7 separate regions of the Mus musculus genome follow, and all the other regions are linked to region 7. A link is a contact called in public Hi-C, HiCAR-type, HiChIP or PLAC-seq and promoter capture Hi-C data. All regions are on one chromosome and are shown on one strand. The core of a region is the stretch at or near the end of the contact, and the rest is flanking DNA. Distances in the headings are between cores, read along the strand shown.

What was found. Promoter capture Hi-C pulls out the DNA fragments that hold promoters and counts their contacts. Hi-C and Micro-C count contacts between places; a contact is called where the count stands out from the background. HiCAR-type assays count read pairs that join an accessible place to other places. HiChIP or PLAC-seq counts read pairs in DNA pulled down with a chosen protein or histone mark.
Region 1: a contact with region 7 is called in an H3K27ac HiChIP or PLAC-seq map of embryonic stem cells, with 18 times the contacts expected there. The contact joins the enhancer-like site here to the promoter of Gfra2 in region 7. A contact is called at or near these places in 5 of 39 promoter capture datasets (embryonic stem cells, hippocampal neurons, liver and 2 more), 1 of 15 datasets of contacts at CTCF or cohesin (stem cell-derived epiblast-like cells), 10 of 484 Hi-C or Micro-C datasets (Th1 cells, cortical neurons, differentiating embryonic stem cells and 2 more), 10 of 115 datasets of contacts at active chromatin or transcription factors (craniofacial prominence, embryonic forebrain, embryonic hindbrain and 4 more) and 1 of 9 other capture datasets (embryonic stem cells).
Region 2: a contact with region 7 is called in a promoter capture Hi-C map of hippocampal neurons, with 10 times the contacts expected there. The contact joins the enhancer-like site here to the promoter of Gfra2 in region 7. A contact is called at or near these places in 5 of 39 promoter capture datasets (cranial neural crest, hippocampal neurons, liver and 1 more), 2 of 484 Hi-C or Micro-C datasets (both in embryonic stem cells), 10 of 115 datasets of contacts at active chromatin or transcription factors (differentiating embryonic stem cells, embryonic forebrain, embryonic hindbrain and 4 more) and 1 of 9 other capture datasets (embryonic stem cells).
Region 3: a contact with region 7 is called in a promoter capture Hi-C map of pre-B cells, with 5 times the contacts expected there. The contact joins the promoter of Fndc3a here to the promoter of Gfra2 in region 7. A contact is called at or near these places in 3 of 39 promoter capture datasets (hippocampal neurons, pre-B cells and stem cell-derived epiblast-like cells), 1 of 484 Hi-C or Micro-C datasets (embryonic stem cells), 2 of 115 datasets of contacts at active chromatin or transcription factors (embryonic forebrain and large pre-B cells) and 1 of 9 other capture datasets (embryonic stem cells).
Region 4: a contact with region 7 is called in a Hi-C map of cerebellum, with 1.7 times the contacts expected there. The contact joins the enhancer-like site here to the promoter of Gfra2 in region 7. A contact is called at or near these places in 6 of 39 promoter capture datasets (the 3T3-L1 cell line, cranial neural crest, hippocampal neurons and 2 more), 1 of 15 datasets of contacts at CTCF or cohesin (stem cell-derived epiblast-like cells), 1 of 484 Hi-C or Micro-C datasets (cerebellum) and 4 of 115 datasets of contacts at active chromatin or transcription factors (craniofacial prominence, embryonic stem cells and forebrain).
Region 5: a HiCAR-type map of astrocytes shows a contact between it and region 7, with 2.5 times the contacts expected there. The contact joins the enhancer-like site here to the promoter of Gfra2 in region 7. A contact is called at or near these places in 4 of 39 promoter capture datasets (hippocampal neurons, liver and stem cell-derived epiblast-like cells), 1 of 15 datasets of contacts at CTCF or cohesin (pro-B cells), 4 of 484 Hi-C or Micro-C datasets (cerebral cortex, cumulus cells, nephron progenitors and 1 more), 6 of 115 datasets of contacts at active chromatin or transcription factors (SST interneurons, astrocytes, embryonic forebrain and 3 more) and 1 of 9 other capture datasets (embryonic stem cells).
Region 6: a contact with region 7 is called in an H3K4me3 HiChIP or PLAC-seq map of embryonic forebrain, with 6 times the contacts expected there. The contact joins the enhancer-like site here to the promoter of Gfra2 in region 7. A contact is called at or near these places in 3 of 39 promoter capture datasets (the C10 cell line, cranial neural crest and hippocampal neurons) and 5 of 115 datasets of contacts at active chromatin or transcription factors (astrocytes, embryonic forebrain, embryonic midbrain and 2 more).

Annotation. Positions count from the first base shown.
Region 1 is chr14:72,504,670-72,508,448 of GRCm38.p6, forward strand. No RefSeq gene overlaps it. Among named protein-coding and RNA genes, the nearest start is that of Gm30500, 15 kb to the left of the region's middle. Within about 2 kb of position 1,797, at least 63 of the 459 cell types and tissues checked have an H3K27ac peak or open chromatin away from gene starts, as enhancers often do. A contact at or near this core is called in Th1 cells, craniofacial prominence, differentiating embryonic stem cells and 2 more, where this site is marked.
Region 2 is chr14:72,153,885-72,157,397 of GRCm38.p6, forward strand. No RefSeq gene overlaps it. Among named protein-coding and RNA genes, the nearest start is that of Gm41204, 24 kb to the left of the region's middle. Within about 2 kb of position 1,522, at least 11 of the 459 cell types and tissues checked have an H3K27ac peak or open chromatin away from gene starts, as enhancers often do.
Region 3 is chr14:72,707,595-72,711,261 of GRCm38.p6, forward strand. Fndc3a (fibronectin type III domain containing 3A) reads right to left here and starts at 2,409. Exons shown (of 26, transcript NM_207636.2): 1 at 2,124-2,409.
Region 4 is chr14:72,225,152-72,228,679 of GRCm38.p6, forward strand. No RefSeq gene overlaps it. Among named protein-coding and RNA genes, the nearest start is that of Gm41205, 42 kb to the left of the region's middle. Within about 2 kb of position 1,445, at least 6 of the 459 cell types and tissues checked have an H3K27ac peak or open chromatin away from gene starts, as enhancers often do. A contact at or near this core is called in cerebellum, where this site is marked.
Region 5 is chr14:72,000,858-72,004,653 of GRCm38.p6, forward strand. No RefSeq gene overlaps it. Among named protein-coding and RNA genes, the nearest start is that of Gm35079, 40 kb to the right of the region's middle. Within about 2 kb of position 1,579, at least 17 of the 459 cell types and tissues checked have an H3K27ac peak or open chromatin away from gene starts, as enhancers often do. A contact at or near this core is called in SST interneurons, astrocytes and cerebral cortex, where this site is marked.
Region 6 is chr14:72,601,832-72,605,157 of GRCm38.p6, forward strand. The region is part of intron 3 of Fndc3a (fibronectin type III domain containing 3A); the gene reads right to left. Among named protein-coding and RNA genes, the nearest start is that of Fndc3a, 110 kb to the right of the region's middle. Within about 2 kb of position 1,285, at least 368 of the 459 cell types and tissues checked have an H3K27ac peak or open chromatin away from gene starts, as enhancers often do. A contact at or near this core is called in astrocytes, embryonic forebrain, embryonic stem cells and 1 more, where this site is marked.
Region 7 is chr14:70,888,747-70,892,423 of GRCm38.p6, forward strand. Gfra2 (glial cell line derived neurotrophic factor family receptor alpha 2) reads left to right here and starts at 1,361. Exons shown (of 9, transcript NM_008115.3): 1 at 1,361-2,148. The coding sequence starts at 2,109.

The sequences.
Region 1 (3,779 bases), core at 547-3,046, 1.6 Mb after region 7:
AAATTTGTGTGGTACTATGAATACTCAAATAACAAGAATATGGTCATCACATCAAGCAAGGGATTGCCTTGCAGCTTGTTGAAGAGACAAACATGGAAAAATAAATCAAAATCCAGAGCTGACTGCCTAGTCCTGGGGGCAGACAGACCCAGGAAGACCAAGTTGCACTCGACTGAGTTTCTTCACATCTACACATCTGAAAAACAGGCTTCTGAACAGCTGCAGGTTTTCCAAAGACCTTTCAGTTTTCTGGATTGTTCTGACACCATGCTAGCACACTGTAAATACTGTGTGTTCACTGACTGTGGTGGTTTGAATAGGTTTGGGCCCCATAGATTCTTGTGTTCAATGCTTGGACACAGAGAGTGGCACTATGAGATGTGATCTTATTGGAGTGGGCATGGCCTTATGTCACTGTGTAGGTGGACTTTGAGGTCTCCTATGGTCAAGCCCCACCCAGTGTGGTTGGAATCATAGCCTCCTCCTGTCTGTCTTCAGAGGACAGTCTTCTCCTTGCTGCCTGCAGATGGCGATGTAGAACTCTTGGCTCCTCCAACACCATGTCTGCCTGGATGCTACCATGCTTCCATGACAATGGATTAAACCTCTGGAACTGTAAGCCAGCCCCAATTAAATGCTGTTCTTTATAAGAATTGCCTTGGTCACAGTGTCTCTTCACAACAATGGAAACCCTAACTAGGACACTGACTGACATACCGCAGGACTTTGTGAATTGCTGAAGATCCTAAAACTGTCTACCCCCCTTACGATTAGGGGTGTGTTCCAGTGATGACATCATCTAAAAGGCTACAGTTTGAAGTCTCTCAACAGGCACAAGGCAATCTACAATAGCCATGGGAAACAGGAAATTTTAATTTTCAAACTCACCACATAAATCATTTTAATTATGAGAAAGGAACACAATAACTTAAAATGTAAATATTGTTCAAGAAGTTGGTCAAAATTCTTTTCTTGTTGGCAAAGAATGCAATTTTGTGCCACGATATTCTGAGGCATCCCATTGCTATAACGGAGGAAGTACAGCAGCTGCTTCAATGTGGGCCACAGGTTAGACTGTGAGCTTATTTGCTGAGGCAGAATTCCCAGGAAGAGCAGGATCTTTACTACCTGTGTGACCCTCTGTGGGTAGGCTCCTGCCTCTGGGTGAGAGTGAACTGCAAGAGGAAAAGGAAAGACCTTTTACAACACCTCCCCTGGGCGGGCTGGTTCTCCAGTGCATATGGTCTCTGAGTGAAAAATGGGGACATGACCATTCCAAGTTATTGTTGACAAGGTAGATAGGATGGAGAGAACAGCCAGAGGCATTTGGAAGGGTCCAGACTGAACATGTCCTGCAAACTGAACTGGGGGGGAGGAGGGGGGTGAGGAGCATAGCAAGCAGGGCAACAGAGATCCAGGAGGGGAACCTGTTATGAAATGTTATATGCCAATGGGTGGGGGTACCTGGCGGGCCCATGTCAAGGTATCTGTCACGTCACAGACCTGGTATAGGGAGGTTTATTTGGGGGAAGGGAGGGAAATGAAATGAGGATCTGGAGAAGGGGTAGAGACAGACAGAAGGGAGCAGAGTGCAGAGAAGCGGGGGGTGGGGGGTGGGTGGGGGGGTGGGGGGAGAGGACAGAAAGGACAGAGGGAGGGGAAGCAAGGAAGGGGAGAGGGAAGAGGGAAGGGGAGGAGGGAGAGAGAGAGGCCAGCAGTCCTTTTCCTATGCTGTACTTGGCTTGTACCTAGCAGCGGCAGGTGATGACATAAGCAGCTGCTAGGGCCCAGGGAGGAGCCCAGTGGAATCGCCTGTAAGCCAACAGAGACAGCAAGGGGCCAAGAGGCTCCGAGAGGGTATAGCCAAAATGGCTGAGATTAACTCGGGAAGCGAAGCAGGGGGAGGGGATCGGAAGCCCAGCCGGACCGCTCAGCTGAGGACAGTTAGGGTGGGGAGCAGGGTGAGGAGTGCAGAAAGGACCCACAGGGACTGCGCCTTGTCCTGTGTTTCTTTGAGACCTAAACAGGGTTTATGACTTAAAAAAAAAAATGCCTTGTGAGGCTGAACATAACTCAGTCACGGACTGCAGAGATAGGAAGAAAGTACAAACAAACTTTCTCGGCAGCCAGTTCCTTCCGAGATTAAGTGACAAGCTACTGGGGAGGCCGCCTAATCTCTTTTGTCTTGTTTTTACCCTACCCCCACCTCCATTTGAAGCTAAATCTTTCCGGCAGGGGGTCTGTCAGCCTTGGGCAAAGGATTGGTTTGGTTTTGTTGCAGTTTAAGAGGGCTGACAGTTTGTGACTTAAAAGAGCAGACCCAACAACCACTCCCATAGCTAGCATAACAGCTGTTTCCCTCAGGACCATTTTGTGAATGAATGTCCCATTACTGGTGATGTGAGGTGTGAAGTTGATGAATGTACATTACCTGGCTTCGTTTGATGCCTATCCCAGCCAGAACCAAACTGCCCAGCCAGGGAATTTGTGCCAAGTTAGCTGGTATCTAACTATCACAGTGATGTTTACAAGTGTCCTCCCCTCCCCCACCCCCAATCTACTTTGCAGCATACTTCACAGGCCTATCACTTAGTGATGAGTGAAATGGTCCACAGATTCGGAGTCGAAGTTCTTTCCGAAGTTTTTAGGGAACAGTAGGGCATCTTTGACATGTAGGATGTTTGAAAGCTGCCGAGGTTAAATGATGTTGGAGGCTCGTGTTGGAGGCTTCTTGACAGAATGAAAACTGGAGTGCGAAAGTCCCTTACACAAATATTGATGAGCCAAGAATCCTGCTCTGGAGGATGAATAGTCTCTTAAAGGCTCACTGTAGAATGCAGATGTGATTTCCTCCTCTTCTGAACATGTACCATCAAATACATACAGATCAAGATTTCAGGTCAGACACTAACGTCTAAAATATTATTATACAAAAAATACTTTTTAAAAAATGTTCTTAAAAGAAACATCTCGGTTCTAACCAATTCCAAGTTGACTTGAGGCCTCGGAGATGTGAATGGTCTGGGGATACCTGATGCTACTGATTGTCCCTGGGGCAGCTGCTAAGTAAGGCTTGGGGGACCCTGTTTGCCCCAGCTTCTAGGCATATCGCCAGGAAAACCACCTGGACCTAGCCAATCCACCCCGACACAGCCTAGGCCATCCATTAAGGAGAACAGGCACTCTGTCAGATCTTCAGGAGCCAAGAAGGAAGGCCAATCATTGCCAAAGTTGCCTGAGCATCCCCACAAGTTTCAGAAAAGGATTGTGGAAGCATCCTGGAATCTGGGAGCTCCGGGGTATCACACAGGTGGCTGGGCCTCATAGTGCAGCACTCAGTAGCCTTGAACTCATAACCATGACCCTCATATAGTAGGAAGAGTTTGGTTCCCATGACTGAAGCCACAATGTCCCCAGCATATTCCTGGTTTTGGAGACGAAACTGTTCTTTCTCCATACATTAGGGACCCAGGGAAAGCCTTGAATCAGTCTAGCCCTCACCAATGCCTGTACAGGCCTGTATTCCCAGTACTTGGGAAGTGGACGCAAAAAGATCAGGAGCTACAGGAAACTTGCCTTATAAAAAACAAACAAAAGGTTGAATTCATAGAAGCAGAAAGTAAAATTGTGGTTGACCGGGTCTGAGGGAGTAGAGACTGGGAAGTTGTGAGTGTGTGGGATCTCATTTGGGAACAAGAGTTCTACGAACTGGTTGGGAGGCAGTTGCTCAGCAGTGTGGATGTAGTGAGGGCTGCAGGTGCTGTGTTCTTGAGATGATT
Region 2 (3,513 bases), core at 272-2,771, 1.3 Mb after region 7:
ATCTATCTATCTATCTATCTATCTATTTTAGACAAGTCTCTCATTGGCCTAAGCTAGTCAAGAGGCTAGGCTGGCTTGTCAACAAGTCCCAGGGATCCTCCTGTCTCTACCTTCTCTGGACTGGGATTGCACAACCAACATGTATCCTCATGCCTGTTTTAATGTCTTCACAGTTGAGAGCCCGTGCTTTACTGGCTGAGCTATTTTTCTGGCACCTTTCCTTCCTTCTCATAGTATCCTTGTCACTACACCAAGTTCTGCTGGTTGTCTTTTTGTCATGTGGCCTTCATCACAGCCACCTTCCAGCTTCATTCTCCAGCCAGGCTTCTGTAGGCTTGCCTGGCCCCCTCGAGCTCATCACTCCTCCATTATGGCTTAGATATGAAATGTTTCCCCATAAAGCTTGTGTGTTGAAGGCTTGGTCCTCAGGTGGTGGATCCAGTTTGGGGGGAGAGGGGTGTCTCTGACCTAATCAATAGCTAAGTTCCTTGATAGATTCATGATATGAATCTATCACACCATGGGACTTGATAGGTGTTTCATCAAGTTCCTGGGCTACCTCCACCCTCCTTCCTGAGCACCATGAACTGAGCAAAGCACTTAGCCATGCCCTGCTGTCATAACATTGTCCTTTGCCATGAGGCAAAATAAATCTTTCTTTCCTTAACTGTAAGGTTTTTCTTAGGCATTTGTCACAGTAACAACAACAACAACAACAACAACAAAACAAGTAACATGCTTCTAATGTAAGGTTAAGCTTAGTCTCTGTCGCCAATCTATCTGTCAACGTGCATCTCCAAGCTTCAGAGCTCATGCAACACATGTCCAAGGCTAACTCACTCCACCCTACCCATCATCACCAAGTCTCAGCTCAACACAGACCTGGAGCATGGCATCCTGCTCCCGCCCACTCCCATAAGGCATCCCTTCTTTGTCCTCTCAGTAAATCATGAATTAGAACCGGTGACTATGGGGAAATAAGACTTTAGCCCAATATCATGGGAGAAACAATAACTGGATCTGTTTAAAAATAAAATGTACTGCTTATGGTGGCAGCTCTTAAATGAAAACAAACAAAAAAAAAATCAACTGGCGGCTGTAGGAGAGACAGAGCGAGCGAGCCTGTGGATGCGGACAGCTGACGCCTATTATAACTGACGATCTGTATAATCTTCGTCCTCCATGTTACGCCTTCCCGTTCACCGCGCAGAGCAATGATAAATATCTCCAGCGCCGTGCCCATGAATCTCAATGACCAATGAAAAGATGTCATTAATCTACTATTAATAAGGCAGTTTCCTCACATTCCTTTCTTAGAATTAAACAGGGTTTGAAATTTTTAAATAATTAATTAACCGTGGAGATAGGTAAGTGGGATCGTTTTAGAACAATCTGCAAGAGAGTAAAGGTCTGCCAGTAAACTCATATCTCCAATCAGAAATTCAATTAACTAGGACAAATATTCCCCGGCCCTCCAGTGACTGCCTTCACACAGCGAGTCTGACTGCTTTCCCTTCTCTAGTCAGCCACTTTGTCTGAGGGTGGTTAAATTCTGTATCCATTTACATGTTTGTTTACAAAATACGCCTCAGACTGGGGAAAGAGAATCCAACTAGTCTAGCCTGTTGTTCCCTGCTTCTAAAGTAATTCTGGGGGCGGTGGGAGGAGGGTGTGAAGGGAAAGAAAAAGAAATAAGAAAGAAAGTAACAAAAAAAAAAAAAAAAACCATGAAGGGGCTGGTGGGAGAGGCCTAAACACTGCAATTTTCCAACCGTTTTCATCCAAATTGTCTGCAATTTCCCCGTGGCCCAGACTCCAAATTGCAAGTGAATGCTGCAACAGAAATCCCGGCTGGGGCCCAAGCGCTGTCCCTATAATAACAGTCAGACTCACAACAGAGCATGCGGACTCAGGCCCTGCTGAGGCAGAGTTCATGCTTAAAGTGGGGAAGGCTGGGGAAATTGTAGCCACCTCTCTCTCTCTCTCTCTCTCTCTCTCTCTCTCTCTCTCTCTCTCCCTCCTCCCTCCCTCCCTCCCTCCCTCCCTCCCTCTCTCTCTCTCTCTCTCTCTCTCCCTCTCTCTCTCTCTCTCCCTCCCTCCCTCCCTCCCCCTCCCTCCCTCCCTCCCTCCCTCCCTCCCTCCCTCCCTCCCTCTCTCTCTCTCTCTCTCTCCCTCTCTCTCTCTCTCTCCCTCCCTCCCTCCCTCCCTCCCTCCCTCCCTCTCCCTCCCTCCCTCCCTCCCTCCCTCCCTCCCTCCCTCCCTCCCTCCCCCTCCCTCCCTCCCTCTCTCTCTCTCTCTCTCTCTCTCTCTCTCTCTCTCCCTATAGAAACAGTACTCATCTGACAGTCAGCACTCAACTTGTTCTCTTGTCCGCTGCCAAAGGTGAGAGAACCAGCATCATTTAAGGATTTCCTGCTAGGAGGGTTTCTTCCTCTGTTGACCTCTGACCAGGCTAGGCTGGGCAAGAGAAGAACCCCTCCCTCTCTGTATCCAGGCACCGCACACATCCACAAGGAATCAGAGGAAGGAAACAGAAACAGCGTCTAAAACACACCATGATTTTTACCTGTGAAAGTCAGTTTCAAGACCAGAGAGAATAAAAGCTATCTGTAAATGAATAATAATAATAATAAATACATTTCTAATAAGACATGAATACCCCATAGCTTCATTAAAGTTCATAATGAACCTAATAATTAAACACATAAATACATGGCACGGGAGACATTAAATCTAATCATTGCACCTCTGAAAATCAATTTGTGTGCATGTGGTTAATACGTGGTTGTCATTAATTACCAATGACAAGATCAATACGGAGCTAGGTCTTGGATGACCTTTCACCTTGTCGGAGGAATGGGTTTGTACTAACATCTTGATAATGTTGAGTTTCCTGGGGAAACTGGTACAATTTCATCAAAAACGTTTCCAACCTGGGTCTGGTGGTGCATGCCTGTAATCCCAGCACTTGGAGGACTGCATATTCAAGGTCAGTTTGGGGTAGCAAGCTCTAGGCAATTGAGTAAGACCTTATTTCAAGGGAGAGATACAAAAAGAGTTGAGGCTGTAGCCCAGAAGAAGGGCACTTATCTAGCCTGCACACAGATGTAGATATAGTAGCCAGGGTCAGAAAACAAAACTGAATTCACTACAGAGAGTATAAAGGTTTTGGGGTGTCTTGGTCAGGGTTTCTATTCCTGCACAAACATCATGACCAAGAAGCAAGTTGGGAAGGAAAGGGTTCATTCAGCTTACACTTCCACACTGCTGTTCCTCACCAGAGGAAGTCAGGACTGGAACTCATACAGGGCAGGAACCTGGAGGCAGAAGCTGATGCAGAGGCCATGGAAGGATGTTTCTTACTGGCTTGCTTGAGTTCCAGTCCTCACTTTCTTTGATGATGAACAGCAGTGTGGAAATGTAAGCTGAATAAACCCTTTCCTCCCCAACTTGCTTCTTGGTCATGATGTTTTGTGCAGGAATAGAAACCCTGACTAAGACATGGGGTTTGTT
Region 3 (3,667 bases), core at 1,159-3,658, 1.8 Mb after region 7:
ATCAAATGATATTTTAACACTACAGGCAAAATATAAGATGAATAAGCCATATATATGCCAAAAATATAAATATTTTCAAGTAGAAATATTACATATGAGTCTAAGCTATGGCTGAACAAATCATAAATTAAATGTCTTTTACTGAAGTCAAGCTAAAAGACAATATCCATTACAATATTCTTTATTTTTCTCCTGTGTTTTCCAGAATCTCTCAGCCTACATCTCACTAGACAAGGAAAGCAGAGAATTTTTTTCTTCATTTGTATTCAATTTATAGAAATATAGAGATGTAAAAAGGAATCATTAAATGTATGGTAAAATAAATCATCTCTCAATTACATGAAGAGGAAATGATGACACATCACACACACACATACACACACACAAAATCTGTGTTTTCAAATGCACACCATTAATTTGGGAGAAGAAAATTCCCCTTACAATCATGCTTCCCTGAGGCTAGTGTTAATTAAGCATGAGTTTCTTTTTCCTGACCACTGGTGACGAGGATTCAGACAGAAGGGGAAAAGGAAAGAGTTAAGGCAGAGGCATACAGGTGGCCAAAGGGAAGCAGCCTGAGAGAAAAACGTCCCACTTAACCTACAAAGCAAGCCTGGAGAGGATCTATGAAGATAAAACAACACAGAGAAATTTAATATGAAAATGCTAAAATTTTTAAACGTAAAACCTAAACAAGATTTTTCTCCCTATCCCCTTATCTTCTCTCCTCCCTTCAGAGGATGTTATTAGTGGTAAATTACAAGAGGACTAAATTTTTTTAAAAACCCAACGAAAAGCCATGTTTTAAAAGACCTTATCATTGCTTTCCAATAGGCCCAACACCTGTCTCCATGGGTAACTGATCTCATTAGTTGAGAAAAAAAAAATCAATTTAAACAAGAAAATGTTAAGAAGGCAGGGGGGTCATCTCTCTGGAACATTTTTAGGTGACTTAAACAACATTTCCGAGATGACAAGAATTACACACTCCGCAAATACACACAAACTAAATATTTATCTAAACACGGGATATGAGCCAGAAATCTCAATTTGCTTCTGTCTGACATATGGCTCGGTTTTGACTGGCATATGTTTCGTACTGATACTGGCAAAAGCATAGTGATTCAAATATTACAGAAAAGCTTCAACTGCTCTTTCATTCTTACAACTCATCTTAGCCAAGAGGCTGAGAGGCGATGCTTATTTGCTTCTTACAACACGCACAAACTTGGGTTTCAAGAACTGAAACAGACCACAATAGGATGCAGCAACATCATTATGTGGCTCGGTGTTTTTTAAAGTCTACCCGTGAGCACTTCAAGATTATAATACAAAAAGAGGGAAAGCCTTGTCCGCCTGCCACTGTCAGTTAGTAGACGGACAGCCGAGAAGGTGCCCAAAGGAACTTACAGTCTCACTAAAATAAATAATCTCTAGCTCACCATCCTTAGCACCCTCAGCAATCTCTCTCTCTCTCTCCCTCCCTCTCTCTCTCTCTCTCTCTCTCTCTCTCTCTCTCTCTCTCACACACACACACACACACACACACACACGAATACCCCCCAATGCTTTTTATGAAAGGTGATAGTTTAATAAAACTACAATTACCTATCACACACGGTAAAAGCAGCAAGCGCTAGCGATCTGACGTCGAAATTACTCGCTCCTTTTCCTTCACCCAGCGCGTGCCGCCCTTTCCCAGAGTCGTGTCAAAAGTTCACCCACGCAGGCTGCCGAGCTGGGCGAGCACCGCAGCCTCCCTTCCTCCTCGCCACCGACCGAACAGGTGGTTGCCTTACCTGGGGAAGAGGAGCCGCCAGGCACCGGCTGCGGCGGCCGCCCGGGCGGCCAGGCAGGCGGGCGCAGACCCGAAGGGCGTGTTTTCGAGGATTTAACCCTCAGGTGCGCAGGCAGCGCTCCGCTGTCGCCGAGCCCCGGCAGGTGTCGCGCACGTCCCCGCCGCGTCCCGGGTCCGTCACCCCGCGGACGGCGCGGCCTCGCGTGGGGGCGTCGCCCGTCCGCCCGCCCTCCCCGACGGGCTCAGCCCTCCGGCGGCGCGGCCCGCAGCCCCAGCCTAACGGTTTCCCCGACGCGGGCTCCGGCGTCCCCCTGCCGGCTCTCACCTCCGAATCCCGCCGCTCCGAAGCGAAGGAAGGCGGATCCCCCACCCCGGGCGTCTCTCCTGCGAGGCTCCGGCTCGTCCTCTCACTCGCTTGGCGGTGGGCCGGGGCTCCCGCGGCCGCCGCTGCGCTGACTGCTGTGGAGGGGGGTTGTTGGGGAGGGGTGTTTCCCGGCAGTGACGGCGCCGCCGCCTCAGCCCCGCTCTTCGCTCCCTCTCCGCGTAGCTCCCGCTTTCTGTTTCACCCGAGGGACCGCGAATGCCGCCGCCGCCATGATTACTACGGAGCCGGGAGGAGGAGCCCGGAGTCGGCGCGCCCAGTGCGGCTGCGCGAGCCCCGCCGACGGCGCCCCCGGCCGCCTGGACCCGGAGCCCCCGCGCGCGCACACACACACACACACACACACACGAGCTCGAGCGCGCGCACCCGAACCCGCTCGCCCGCCGCCCCGCAAGCCGAGGCTTCCCGGGCCCGCAAGTGTGTGTGGCATGCGAGCTCCGGTGCCGCTCTCCCAGAGCCCGGGAACTGTGCGGATGATTGACGTATCCGGGGCCCCACACGCCATTCCGAATGCAGTTTAGAAAGCGCCCCCCACCCACCGCCCCCAGAGACGAACCGTGTCAGCCCCTCTCGGCAAGCCCCAGAACTTAGGATGCCGGCAGGTGCTTTTAGAGGCAAGCCCCGGACGGGGAAGCGCCCCGAAGTGGGCTCAGACCTTCCCACTCCCAGACGGTTAGAGCCCCGGCATTTTCTAGCACCCACGAAACAGATTTACGTCTTTCAGAAACGCACAGCTTAAAGGTTCTGGACTCGGACCAGCCGAATCTAGTGGAAACCCGTTACCTTGACGTCTGCCACCGCGGAGAGCGAAGCGGAGGCGGCGACAATTTCCTTAAGCCTCGAGCGATGGGGGGGCGGTGGGGGGGACGCTGCAGTAGCGCCTGAGGGCCGGCCCGGACTGCTTACTTTTGCAGTTTCACCGGAAGCCTTAGGGAGAGGGTCGTCTTTGGGAACCTGAGTCCTCCCCCTGTCCAGCCAAAACTGGTGACTGATGAAACCAGGTTCCACGTCTGACTTGTAGTTCAGTTTATTGGTTGCGCTGCGTTTTAAGGTGGCAATCTTTTTTTTTTTTTTAATCATTTGACAGAAATCTCTCGAAGATGTACGAATTTCTTACGTTCTTAAAAAAGAAAAAAACAAAACAGAACTGGATAATGAAATTCTTAGTGGATCATTGAATATCAAATAAGATACTCAGACAGTACCAAAGTCCCATGGGATTGCAGAGGTGTGCGCGAGTGTATAAAATCCCCACCTTGGTGCTGTTTTATTTGCAGTGTTCTTACTTTTCTTAAAGACCCCTCACTTGGCTTGTGTTCATCTGCCTGTACATCCACTTTAACCATTTCTATTTTCCTGTGGTGGTGTTTTTTAAGCCCCGCTTTCTTCCTTCTCCACCTACTTTTTGCTATGGCTGCAGGCAATGATTGATCCGATGTTTGTATCCACAGCTAGCTAATGAGAGGTTATTTTTCTTCCCGTCAACA
Region 4 (3,528 bases), core at 195-2,694, 1.3 Mb after region 7:
AGCATCTCTCTGGGTCTGCTCCACACTGCCTTCTTGTGTAATAAAACAGACATAGTCTTGGTGGGCTGTCAGTCTTGAATCCATTTCCTAAACTATCAGCTTTCACATTTGTGAAGCTGAATTTGATCCCTATTTTGGAGACAGAGCTGGATTGAAAATTAACATAAACCTGCATAACACTGTTCCTGACTGGGGAAAGTGTACTATTCCCTGGGTTTCCCCCTCCTTTTATATACTTGTTCCTAGAATAGGATAACTTTGTATCCCGACTCAAAGAAGTAGGAATACTAGCTGCCAGTAAGGGGAACATCCTAGAAGAGGCAAGCCAAAAGACATCTGATGATGTGTACTGTCAGAGCCTCCCGGGACAGAAAGGGTAAGTTTGTTATACTCCAAAATGCTCTGATCTCCACCTAGTTTATGAGCTGAAAGGAACCCTTTAAATGATCCATCAAGACTGTCTTTATAGTTTCATCAAGGTTAGCATTGAGCCAGTTCATTAAGCCATTATACTGCTTCCATCTAGAAATGGGCAGAAGCCAAGTAACATTTGAAATATAAATCAACTCCAGCCTACTGCCTACAATGGAGGCAAAATGGGTGACAGAGGGCGCCTACAAAGCACCTGTAATTTCGTATTATTGGCTAAAGGACTCCATTGTTCCCCGACGAGAATGAAACGTCATTAATGAGTAGTAAAAAGAGGGTGGCAAGTGGTGGGAGACACAGAGCAGAAGACAGCCTAATGCTTTCCGGGGAGACTGGCACACGGAAACTCAGCTGTAACATGCAGTTGACTAATTTCACCAAGGTATTGAGTGAATGATGGATGGGGATAGTTAACAGGCATCATGACAACAATAAGGAAGAGACTCCCCACTAGCAGAAGATATCTGCTCCCACCTCCCACTTAAACGACTTCTCATACCAGTGAATGCATGCTTGTCAAGACTGCCTGTTAGCTATTCCCTGATGGCTTAAGATGAGATACTCTTTCTGAGGAGGGCTGGCTATCCACCATCCAGTACCCCATGTCCCCCTTCTCTTGATTAGTGTGATTTACCTAGGAAAGCGTGAAGCTGGGGGAAATTGAGCTACAAGGAAAATTGTACTTAAGAGCAGAGCTGCAATTTCTACTCAGTTTGATGCTTTTCAACATGTCTAAGTGGCTGGCAATCTTCAGTGTTTTAGGTACAGTGCAATGTCAGAACAGACAGCCTTTTTATTTAATTGACTGTTGTTATAGTGTTATGTTTATGCCTTGGGAAGGTCAGATGAAATGTATAAGGGCCCTGTAAGGCTTTCCATAAGGAAAAAAAAAAAAAAGCAGAGTTTGGGGTGGGGAGGGGATAACCCAGAGGGATCAGTTCTGCGGTCTGGGCTAGAGGGGAGAGCAGGCAGCTGGGCTGGGATTTCTGAGCTTCAGAGACCAATTAGTCTGAAGGTGAGTGATTTTCCTAACGATTTGAAAAGCAAGCCAAGAAGACAGCATGAAATGCACACGTGCTATGACCTTGGAATCAGTTTAAACATCTTTCAATTTGATACTAGGTCTATTAAGCCAAGATAATAGTAGTTAACTTCATTACCATTCCAATTTAGTTATTTCTCTCCAATATGCAATAGTCCCATGATTTGACCTCAATAGTAGCTCTGAGACACACACACAAAAAAAAATTGAATGTTTCCATAGCACAAAATTATACTGAATAAAGCATCCATGTATCATCAAAGAAAGATGGAAGTGGAAGTTTGTGAGAAAGATTAAAGGTACACATTAGACAGTTTTAGGCACGAGTAACTACAAAAGCAGTTAAATAAAGGGGGGAAATGACCAACTGGATTAATAATGATAGATATGTCCATCTGAGGGCCCAGAAATTTAGTGCAGCCTTAAGTTGGGGTGGAAAAAAGTGTGAGAGGTGAAGATTCTGACTCTGGAGAGTACACCATGCCAGCTGCAATAGCATCTGTAATCCTGGCTTCCCCACAGTGAGAGGAAAGGTGGAGCCAAGAGCATCTCCAGATGGTCATAGGCCATCTAGCCTGGCTTAGACAGCAGTGAGCAAGAGACTTTCTCTTAAACAAAGTGGAAGGTGAGAACTGACACACTAGGTTGTCTTCTGATCTCCACATACAGGATGTGGCACTTAAATCCATAAATATGCACACACACACACACACACACACACACACACACACACACACACACACGCATGCACACAAGATAAAAATAAATAAGAGTAGATTAAGACTCACAAGCTTGCTGGAAAGACAGAGTGATGTCACAAATACACAGTTCATGGGGCATAAAAAGACATCAATGAAGGCATAGTCAGTGTTGTATTATTGCTCTTATTATCTGTATACGCTTTCTAGTCTTCTTCCCTCTCTCCACTCTTCTGTCTTGCATGTCAAAACCCCTCCAGTTTCTTGAAGGCTCCACTTCCCTCAGTCCCCATCCCCCATCTCCTCCCCAGACTCCTAATCTCTCCTGCCAGGACTGCAGAGCCTCCTGCCCCACCTCTCCTAGGTACTTATCTCCCACTATTGTCTCCTCTCAATACACATATTAGCATAAATGTTATTATCTCCCAAATCCAATTAATTTCAATTACAGTGGCTCAGGAAAGATTGCTAGTATTTTCAGTTCATGGAAGATTCTGAGGAAGTTGGGGTTGCCTCTGACTTTTCCAATTTTTGAACGGTTATGAGGACCAGAAATGACAGAGAAATGACTGCACATAGATTGCAGAAAAACCTGTTCACCCTGTCGTCTTAATTCTGAAGATAAGATTTTTCTAGAATGAAGGTTTTTCCAACCTTCCCTGGTTGTAAATGATGCCTTGTGCTGTTCAAACATGGCGATGGCTTGCAAAGATGCCAAATGGGCAAAGAGGAGGGGCGGTGACACAGGTGCTGGGGGATGTTGCTGCAGGAGCCAAAGATGACGTAATCCAGCAATCATCATTCTGGCACATGCCTTTAACTTGTTGAAATTATAGTTTTTGCCATTTTATACATTGGCATTCAGCACTCTCTATTTAAAACCCTTCTGGTGTGTAATTATCATGAGATAGGTACTCAGTGGCCCTGGATCCAGGAAAAAGAAAACACTTGTCAAGTGTATTTAGCAGAGGATATGAGTGGTCATGAGGTTGCTTAAGTAAAGATATCAATATTTCTGATTCTTTTCACTCATGTGGATAATTGAGATGGCATAACTGAATAAGAACCTTTAGTTCCTATTGAGGATTCCATCTCAGAGAAAGAAGCAGAGAGAGGGAGGGAGAATGAATGAATTTTGCCTCTTACAAAGATCCTGATCCAACATGACTGTTTCCTTCTCATTACCCAGTGACCCTTAAAGTTCCCATCTCTTCATGTTATCACATCATTGATTAGTACTCTAGCATATGAATGGGGTGGTGGTGGAGACACGCAGGTCTGAAACATGCCTACTTTCCCTGTGTGATCCTTTTATCTTGTTTTCTTTCAGGAAGTATATTAGTTACAGTCCCACTTAAC
Region 5 (3,796 bases), core at 329-2,828, 1.1 Mb after region 7:
AGTCTGTTTTTTAATCTTTCACAGAACACAACCCAGAACAGCAGGTACCTCAAAGCTGCCAATTCCAAACCACAAGTAAGGGACACTGCCTCTTACAGCATCCCCTGACTCCTCACACATTAGCATCTCCAGATTTCTCTAGAGAATAGGGACCTGATAGATGATGGAAACTAAGCTCTGTGATGAGAAAACAGTATCAGTTTTGTAGAGATCTCCCACTCCAGTGACAGGGATGATGATGATGATGATGATGATGATGATGATGATGGCAGCAGCTAAGGGGAGGAGCACCTATGCCTAGGCACGGATCAGACCAGAAACCACCAGCTACCTGGCCATGACAGTTTCACTGGAATAACTACTATTAAATGAATGATGAGATTGGGTGTTTCAGAACTGACGAATGATAAAATGATAATTTTGATTCTATCACAGCCTTCTCTAATATGCAGAGTCATTAATATGTGACTCTCTGAGTCTTCCTGGTCATGAGAAGGTGGCTAAGCCCAGGAAAGGGAAAAGATCCTTGAGAAGCTGCTTCTGCTGAGAGAATTGCCTTCTGTAGTGCTTGGAAGACACCAGCTACAATTCTCTGGTCTACTGTTACATGTAATCATGTGTATGTGTATGTGCATGTGCGTTAATATAAAGGAATGGCCAATGTATGAGATCCCCACATATGTACACATATGCCTGAATCTTCTGTTTGCAGTGCAAGGTGGAACCTCTGGCAGCCATGCATAATGAGGCAGGCACAGAGGTTTGGGGGTTGCCAGCCTTTCTCTGATAGTCACATTAAGTGCTATAGGCACTTGACTTTATGGCTTCTTCCTCCTGCATATTAATCAGCCAAGATCACTCCCTGCAGTGGCATTTCAAGTCTGGTGGCAAGGCGGTAGTGATAGAGAAGAACTCTTGCATCATCCAGGGAGCCCCTCAGGTCAGTAGGATTCTTCCCATCTCAAAGCTCAAAATATAAAGGAAGAAAGAAAGAGGTGGGCTGCTCTCATGTCTATGCCTTGCAGAACCTCTCTGCTCAGAGGCAACATTCTCTTCTTAATAGCATCCTGGAATGCAGATCACCTGGAAAAGTCAGGAGAGCGTTCTCAAGGAGTCCCAGTCTTGCAATTGGGTGGGAGAGCCTGTCCGCACAGCTGCCATTGCTTCCTGCTTGAAGTGGTCTGGGAGGCAACAGAATATGCATCAGGAAGATGCCCTCTGCTGACTCCAGATTAGGAGCTGGCTTCTGCTCATCTGCATCTTATCCCTTCTCCCCTCTCCTCTCATCCTCATCCTCTCTATGGATTCTTTTCCTGGGTGGCCCTTCTCCTGACATGGAACCCCTCTATTATTTGCTAAAGCAGAATTCTGGCAGTTCTGTAACCTGAGTCCCAGAAATGACAGGAAGATCCAAAGGCTCACATAGAAGGCAAAGAAATGGCAGTGGAAGTATGCATAAGGGCAGCTCAGCCAGCTGACCCTCCAGCTCCCTCACAGCTTACATCCTTCTCCCTCAGCACCTCAGGCCTGGCCTGCCCCACACCCCTTCTGCAGCTGTAGTATGCTGAGCCTTCTGCAGCAACAGCAGCAGCAGCAGACATGATTGAGAGGCCAGGAGACTGCCTGCCAAGGAGTCATTCTAGCTTCGCCTTCCCATTTCCCTTCTCTCTTGGCCCAGCAGCCAGGTACAAAAAACAACAGTGCCCACGGTTTACACAGAGCTTCTCATCCAGGAAATCTCAAAACGCAAAATCAGCCAGCCAGACTGATTACACTCATTTTTTTCTGGTGGAGGAAAGTGCCTTTTCTGGAAGGGAAGTCGATTGCCAAAGACTCTTCTAACTTCCCACTGAGAGAAGATGCATACTGGACCTGGGCATCTCCTCCCAGGAATCCTGCGATGCCCTCTTGCCACTGCTGCCCTTGCTTCTGGGTCTCTGGATGTTAAGGATACAGATCATGGGAATTAATCCAAAGGTTCTCCCAAAGCCCGAATTCTAACCATAGAAGGAAGGACAGATTCATTCCCCCAGTCCTCCCCCCTACACATACCGAGTAGTTCCTGTTTTCCAGTACAGAAAGAGATTTGCCACTCCAAGCCTGTGTTCTCTCTATTCCAATTCAGCTAAACCCCATAATCCTAACTGGGGTGCTAACCATCAGGAGAAGCCCAGTGACTCACCTGATTGTTATTCTTCTGTGACTTCTGTAAACACCCAAGAAAATGCCAGAGTGTTTCTTCTCTCTTTTATATGGGCACAAATACCCTTTAGACTAGTTCCCCACCACAGGTCTCTTGTTTCGTGCTGGGAGACTGGAAGTCTATGTAGTTATAGTGAAGCAAGGGAATAAAAAGGAAAGAAATGAAAAGCAGGCTGGGGGAAGGGAGGAGGGAGGAAAGAGGAGAGGAGAAGAGAAATGACCACAGTAGGAAGGGCATGGGGAGGGAGGCAGCTGCGGTGGTTGCAGGCATCACTCTTGGGTCTATGCCAGGGGCTTCAGACACTGTGTTAATCTACTCTGGCCTCCATAACAAAGTACCACAGGCTGGGTGGCTAAAACAACAAAGATTTATCTTTTCACCATTCTGAAGGCTAAAATTCCAAGACCAAGTTGTGAGCAGTGTTTTCTCTTAAGGCTCCTTAAAATGCAGGTAGCGTGTTCTCTGTTTCAAAAAGCTCTCCCTCTCTCTCTCTCTCTCTCTCTCTCTCTCTCTCTCTCTAGCTCTTATTCTTGCTCTCACTCTCTCTACCCCCTGGTGTATGTGTGTGTGTGTGTGTGTGTGTGTGTGTGTGTGTGTGTACTCAGGCGGGTCCTAGCCTTCTAAGGACACCAGTCATATTGGATTGGAGCCCATTCTAATGACTCATTTTTAACTTAATTACCCCAATCAAAGGTATCAAGTATACTTGCAGGTTACATCCTAAAATACTAAGTCTTAGGTCTCCTTCATATGAATTGGGAATAGAGAGCAAGCAGGGCACAAGGCAGCTCTTTACATGTATAATTTCTCTAGCCCTCACAACACCTCCTGGGAGTACAAATTATCCCCATTTTTTAAAAAATTATCCCCATCTTATAGAACACAGCAACATAAGGGAAATTTTAGGCAGCATGCCCAAAGTCCTCAGAAAAGTCAGATAAACTGAGCATCAGGTCCAGCTCTCTCTAGAGTTGAGCATGGTGATCACAACACACTGCCCCTCATTTAGATTGACAGCTAGCATGTGGATGGGAAAGAATGTGGTGGTCTTTGAACTAATTAGGACAAACTCCACTCCTTCTGTCACCCATGACTGAAGAAATGGAATGGAGATCTGTTTTAGAAACTCACCCTCAAAATGTGTGGGAGCTGCTGTGAAAGCCAGGGTTAACCAGAAGCTTTCCCTCATTTTAGTCAGTTTGTGTAGAATATATGTCCAGGGAGGAGGTGTGAGCCTAAAGCAAACATCTAGTTCTATTGCTGTTTATTAGAGCTTCCAGAGTCAACATACATAGACATGCCAACATAGAAAAGGTTGGGAGATCTGTCTAACACAGTCAGTTGAAGAATGTAATTACCATGAAGAAGTTGTGATGAGACACCCACATTCTTTTTAAATTTAATTTTATTCCTTTACTTATTCACTTTACATCTCACTCACTGTCCCCTCCCAGTCATGCCCTCCCACAATCCTGCCCCCATTCCCCATCCCTTTCTCCTCTGAGTGGGTGTAAGTCCCTCATAGTATCTCCCCAACCCTGGCACTTCGTGTCTCTGCTAGCCTAGTTGTTTTCTCTCCCTCTGAGTCCAGAC
Region 6 (3,326 bases), core at 35-2,534, 1.7 Mb after region 7:
ACTCCTTTATGACGTGATCACTTTGACTACTTAAGTAAATTTTCTAGTTCGGAGGCAGAAATGCCACACAGTTAGATTTTAAAAAGATAATTTATCAGTGCTATGTACATTTATCTAAAATAATGGTGGGATATATTCAACACTGAACACAAACCTGCCACACCCCCAATACATAGACAGTAAACACAAGTACTGATATTCAGATCCACAATGCTGGCAGCACCATGTTGCTTGTCCTGCATCAAACTCTAAACCCTGGACACTCACTGACACAATGCCTGACTACCTCTCAGGTCCAACAGTACTTTCTAACTCAGAAAGTTCTAGAAAATTAACTGCAAACTGTCTTAAATTTGTATGCAGCAAAGCAGACTGTGTCCAGGGAAGAAGCAAACCTGTTATAGGAGTACATAACATGTCCACCTGGCACAAGAAAGCTGTACCTGAACAACTGTAGCTACACCTAACAGCTCCTTCAGAATTGACAAGCTTTAGGCAAAAGCTACCCCAAAGCAGAGTGATTACATTACTGTTAAGGGCCTACTTATTTTTAAAATCTGCAAAAGTGGGTACAATTCTGTTTGTCATTTGCCTTAAATATGAAAAACTTCCCATCCCAATTCTTAAAGGTACCATCAATGATTTATACCTAGTTCATTTTACCTAACATAAACTAAACCTATCGTCTTTCTTAATCTACCATTCATATTCAATTTTTTCTTTATTTCTTTTAGAAAAAACCCAAAACTACAGATTTGTCTAAGCATTTAAAATTAAATAAACAACGGACTGCTGACTGCTGACTCCTGCCGCACACAATGGCTTCCAAATTACCTGATGCCAATTTTCTGATCAGTCTTAAAAGAGAAAAGACGAAAAAAATCAAGAGGCCAGCCAGAATGGGGCATGCTATGAGATTTAAAATCACTCTAGCTCATAGAGTCTACAATTTTCATAACCACATAACAATATGTAGTATTTCTAAAGCGAACAGATTTGGCACTAAAAACACACAACACGGCTTTAGGTTAATACAAAAGCTTCCTATGTTTTCAAATAAAAGCGAATGTTCAAAATCAGCAAATCTTACCACTCATTTTGTTTCTACAGGAGCAGCAGCCAGCGAACAAGAAAACCCAACAAGGAAACGGCGTAGTACACGTTAGCAGCTTTAATTGGAGAACAGTTTCGCTTTTTTTTTTTTTTCCTCAAAGCTGGTAAGAGGAAAAGATCCTTTGACCGAGTCACGTGACCGGTATCACATGACCCGCAGTGAACCGGGAAAGACCGGGAGAGGAAACAGCGCAGAGGGTACGCTGGGGCGCTACTGAAACAAAACACTTAAAGGCTTCTTCAGCTGCTTTCCTGACTGCAACGCGTTCTGCCTTAAGAGCCAAAGTAAACCCTAATCAAAAGAACCTGGTGGATAGGCACGCGATGGAAAACCATCCTCTTTGTGTTCGCGGTTTGACTAACGCAGCCTGCTGCTTTTTCACATAGAAAGATTGGGGTAAAATGAATTCAAAGCCTTGATCCAAAATATGAGTGTATAGTTTGTGATCATTTCATGCTCGATACTCAAGCTATGCCTATAACACACAGAGAATTGCCCACACAATAGAATTAAATGACAAGTTCCTTACAGGTGGAATATATTTCAGGCTTGTTTTGTTTTTCCTTAAAAGCTAATGAAGGCTTCTGCTTTTATAGTCAGTGTACTTTGTTTTTAGTGATTATTTTAAAAATAGAACTTACTCTTGACATTAAGGAAAGATCCTTGGTGGATAGTATTCTTAAAGCAGGAATGTGAAAAATACTCAGTTAATTGAGGTGAAAACTTATTCTTTTGGAAAAAAAATACGCCCCGTAAATTACTTAAGAGGGCATATAAGTTCAGAGGAACTTTATCAACTGCTTACATACACAAGCAATGGCTGGGATCTGTGACACGCACCACAGTGGGGAAGATGGATTTGGGTACTAGGTGATACTAAAAGTTAAAATGAGCTCCGATACTTACTAGCATGGCAAATGTACTACTATTGGGCTCTGTCTCCTGTGGAAAGGTTAAAATGATCAACCTCAAAGCACTGTTGCAGAATCAAGTTAGACAAACTAGTACATGAAATACACTGTTTAGGACCTCTCAGTAACTGATAGTTATTGTAAGTAAAAGTATGATCGCTGACTCTCAAAACTAAAGATTACACAGTGAGACGAACCATGTGGAGTGTCCTACTTGTTAACGCAAACTGAGGTATCATTACTAGAGAAGCTGAGGCAGGAGCAGATAAGTAACTTGAGGGTACATAGGCAAAGGCAGGGTTGCTTCATATAATCACATGTTAAAGGCCAGGCCCTATTTAAAGGCCCAGTGTCTTTCCTGAAGAAGAAAAAAAAAAAAAAAAAAAAAAAAAAAACCTGGCAGGACACACCCCTGGCAACTTGACTCAATAAAAGCAAGTCAGAGGCCAGAGGAGAAGAGACACTGGTTTAAAGTGGAAAAGGGTAATAGCTGACCTTTTATTCCATTATGAATGCATTTCCCCTGAGGCTGTGGGATGGGCGCTTACTTCCCTGTTCTCTCTCACTGCGCCACTCTGCCCTCCTATGCTATTTTGACAGTCAGTGAGTTGTTTTTTTTTTTTTTTTTCTTTCTGCCCCAACACTTGCTGTCAGGTCAATGACTTCAATGTCCAAACTCTAGATCTATGATTTCTCTGCTCCTTTTCCTGCTGTGTTCTTAAAGCTTGAACTTATTTCTTACAACTATAAGTACATCCTGTTTCACAGCTAATCTTACCAAAATCACTATAGAGAGACCTAATACTCTTCGTTTAAATTACTATTCTTAGACCTGACCTTGATCAAACCGTACCTTATTTCACAGCTCAAATTTTTTAGGATTTTCACAGCATCAGCAGATTCCAACGCTGCACAGTCGTTGCCTCGGCTAGTTGGTTAGACAATATTTGATGGCAGCCATTAAGCACACTGAAGTGACTTCCCTAAACCTAAGCAGTAGAGCCCAGTGATGGACACTGCTCTCCATCGAGCCAGGTTGTACCACTCAGGTTTCTGCTCCTCCTAAGGTTGCTTTTATTCTTATCTTTACAGTCTTCTAGTTGAGAAGGATATTAATGGTAGACTACTAGTTCTAGTTGAGAAGGATATTAATGGTAGACTACTTCGCTAGCCTAACAATGCACAACATCCTAGATCTGATTCCAGTATCATGAAAAAAAAAACATAAGAGGAAAACTATCCTTTATATAACCAATTAATTTACTTAATTTTGAGGCTTATAAAAATTAGATAGTATTATC
Region 7 (3,677 bases), core at 111-2,610:
GCTGAGACATGTGTACTGCCTGTCTGCCGCCCTGCCACCTCGGTCAGCAACCTCACTTCGCCTTCAACCCTTCTCCAGCCAGACGCTTCTTTTTTCGGGGCTTCTGGGCTTTTATTGTAAATTCTATGACTAAATTACGCCGGTGAGCTGGGGCCAAAGACAGATGGATAAATTGTCCCCCTTCCCGGCTTGGGGAGGAGTCTCCATCCGGAAGGGTCTCCACCCTCAGCTTCGGGAACCGGGAGTGGCCTTAGTTCCCCGACTAGCTCTAGGGAGTCCAGGAGATCTCTGTGTGCGGGGAGGGGGTGTGAAGCAGAGGCCTGAGTGTCCCTTGTTTTGGGGCTCCCCAGTAGGGTGGGGTGTCAACCCGGGCTGGATTTTTCCCGCGCAGTTCTGGCTGGTTCACTGGCCTTGGAGGAGGAAGTTGGGACCCCTAGACAATCTTCTCTCTGGTCCAGGGGAGGAGAGACCAACTGGGGAAGAGGTGTCTGGAATGGCTGCAGAGCTGGTGTGTGTGCCTGTGTGTTGGGGAGCGCGCGCGGGGTGGGGTGGCAAGCGAGTCACTAGTGTGCGGTAAAAGTTCTTGAGCTCTGCATGCAGAACACACGAATAGGAGCGCGGGGTTAGACCCAGGGAGATAGGGTTGGCCTACAAGGGCGTCTTTGGGTTCCCTAGTGCTTTTGGGAAGACTCTCAGAACGGCTCCCCACAAGGAATACATCAGCTTGCAGAGTGGTGCTCTCTTTTTCAGACCTGGACCACCACGCCTGGGTTTTTCTACTGCCCTGCCCCCATGCCTCTAGGATGGCTCCAGCACCCGGGCCTCAGTGTCTCCCTAACCTCGTTCAGGCTTCCGAAACCTCATGGCTCTGGGGGTCCAGTGCAGGGGCAGGAGCACTTGGAGAACGCAAGCCTTCACCTAGCCAGGATGAGACATTGCATGGAGAGGAGGGGGCGGGAGGCTTCGTTGGTTTGAGCGTGGACACTGGCCGGGGGATCTAGTCGGTTTTCCGGCCAAGGCAGCAGGCTGGTCCCAAGGGCGGGCAGTTGAGCCGAGGGAGCCAGCGGTGGAGCTCACCCCTAGGCCAGTGTTCCTGGGCGCCAGCGCCACTCCGGTGTAGCTTCCATCACCGCCGAGTCGCTACCACTGCTGCTGCAGAGTGTAGCTGCTCCGCCGCGCTCCCGCGCGCTGCGCCGCCAGCCGCCAGGGAGCCGGGGCGCTGAGCCCCGAGCAGAGGAGAGGGGCGAGGCGCGAGAGCCTAGGCGAGGAAGCCGCGAAGGGGGAGGGAGGGAGCAGGCGGGCGGAGGGAGGAGCAGGGAGAGAGGGAGTAGGGAGGGGAAGAGAGAGAGAGAGGGAGAGTGAGGGAGAGCGGAGATCGAGAGCAAAGAGCGAGAGCGAGGGAGAGGAGAGGAGAGGAGAGGAGAGGGAGAGAGGAAGGGAGGAAAGACACACGCAAGCACAGGCACACCGGCACTGGAATTCCATTAGAAAAAGTGAGCCGAAGCAAGGGATAGCGGGAGAAGATTTTTTTTTTTTTATTTTGAATCTTTTTCTTCGTCTTGGTGCCAAAGAAGCGACTCTGGTCTCCCGTCCTAGAAGCTCTACTGGATTGCTCCCATCCGTCGGTGGATTTCTTTCCTATTTGCATTTATTCTGACCCCCCTCCCTCGCTGCTTTCTTCCAGTCCTTCACTTTCAGATCGCCTCGCCCCCACCTCTCCAGTCCCCTCCTGGGAAGTGCAGGGGAATTGGACCCACGGGGACTCGCGCCTTCCCGGCCGCGAGAGCGAAGGGCTGGGCTGACCTCAGGACCAGGCTGTTGGCTTAGAAGGCAGCCAGACACATAGCTACGTGTGTTTGATTTCAGTGGCAAGGGGGGGACGTCGAGAGGCAGCCCACCGCCCGCCTCCCACCCCTCCCCCTCCAGCCAGCAGCGAGAATCCCTGGACTCGGGATCTTCAACCGGCGGCCGCCTGGCGGGATCTCCGCATTGGATTTGGGGGTCGTTATCATTGCTTGGCTGTTATTATTACCGTTGTTATTTTATTTTTATTTTTTAAACCTAAGGGAGAAAGACACATACACACAAAACTGTGGGATTTATTTAACATGATCTTGGCAAACGCCTTCTGCCTCTTCTTCTTTTTAGGTGAGTACCTGCAGGTGGCGAGTCTGGGGGTCACAAGGGGCTGCGCGCGTTCAGTCGCCCACTGGAAGCTGGGCATGCGGGGGTGGGCTTGGGGGCTGCAAGCAGGGCGCCGTGGGAGACACCGGGAGATCGCGCCAGGCTGGGAGCCCGGGCCTGGGGCTCCGGGGAGCCGAACTGCCTGGGAGGCTCTAGAGGAGGGAGCTGTGCAGCGGCTAGCTGGTTGCGCGGAGGACCGAGAAGGAGACTTCCAACATTCAAACCATCTCCGCACGCACTCCCGTGCCGCGCGCGCGCACACACCCCGACACACACTCTTACTTGCAGGCCGTGATAGCGCTCATTTCCCTCAAAATAATGGGTTCAATTTGCAACAACTTAGGAAGGAAAAAAATGCAACTGTTGGTGTGAATGAAAGGAAGGATGGGGAGAGGCTGGCGGGACGCTATCAAGCCTGCCCCTCCTTTCTGGAAGGCTCTCAGAGTCAGTGGGTTTCGGCAGGAGGTCTTGGTTTGGACGTTTGCGGGGAGTCCTTGTAGTCACCTCCTACTTGCCAATCAGTCTCAGGAACGCACCCTATCTCTCCACTCTCTGTAGCACTTTGCAAGTTTCTCCCTACCCACGGCCTCCCTTTCCAAGCCAGATGGGTAGGTGGAGCTCAGGCTTGCAAATGGGTGTTCAAGGCCTTCAAGAGCAACAACCCAGGGGCCTAGGGCATGTGACACGGGAAAGAGGAGGCCAAAGTTTGCTCCTTGGAAAGAAGATGGTGCGGGGGAATGCAGGAAAAGGGAGAAAACAGATCTTAACAAAGACCACTTACTGCTCACCCCATAAGCCCCCTCCCTCTGTGACAGGGAGGAGCGGCTGCCCAGTGGTTCTGAGCTCCAGCAGGCGCCTCCCCACCTCCCCTTATACTTTGTAAAATCTCAGCTGCTTGGGAAGCAAGGTCTAGGAATAGTTTACAGGTAAAGAAAAGATGCTTTCAAAGCTAAAGGCTATGTGTGGACCCAGGGTTCCCAGGCAAGGTTACTGGTAGGGAATTCTGGAAAATGTGTGTGTTTGTGTGTGTGTGTGTGTGTGTGTGTGTGTGTGTGACATCTGCTTTTAGTCCAGGTGCTGTTCTGCTTGTTGGTAGACCAGAATGAACTGGCTACCAAGCAGGGATCAAGAAATCACCTTTACCTTCAGCAGAAAAGGGCTCTGGATAGCCCAGACAGGGAGGTAGCCTTTGCTTATGGAAGATATGCATGGTCTAAGAAGTGCCCTCCAGATTGTAGGGGATTTGTAGTCAGGGTGAATAGATATTGGCTGTATCTTTGCTTGCTCACAGACTTTCTACCTCCCAGCTATGCATTCCCAGGGGACATAGCCCTGCCCTGGGGTGTGGCCTTCACCATACTTGCTTTCTCCACATGTCAGTAACCCTGTGGGTGGGAGGGACAGGGTAGGAGGGTAGAAGATGCTCTGGGCTCACTTTCATCCCTTTCCAGCAGCCTTGGGGGAAGTGAACTCTCATTCTGAATGAACTGTCA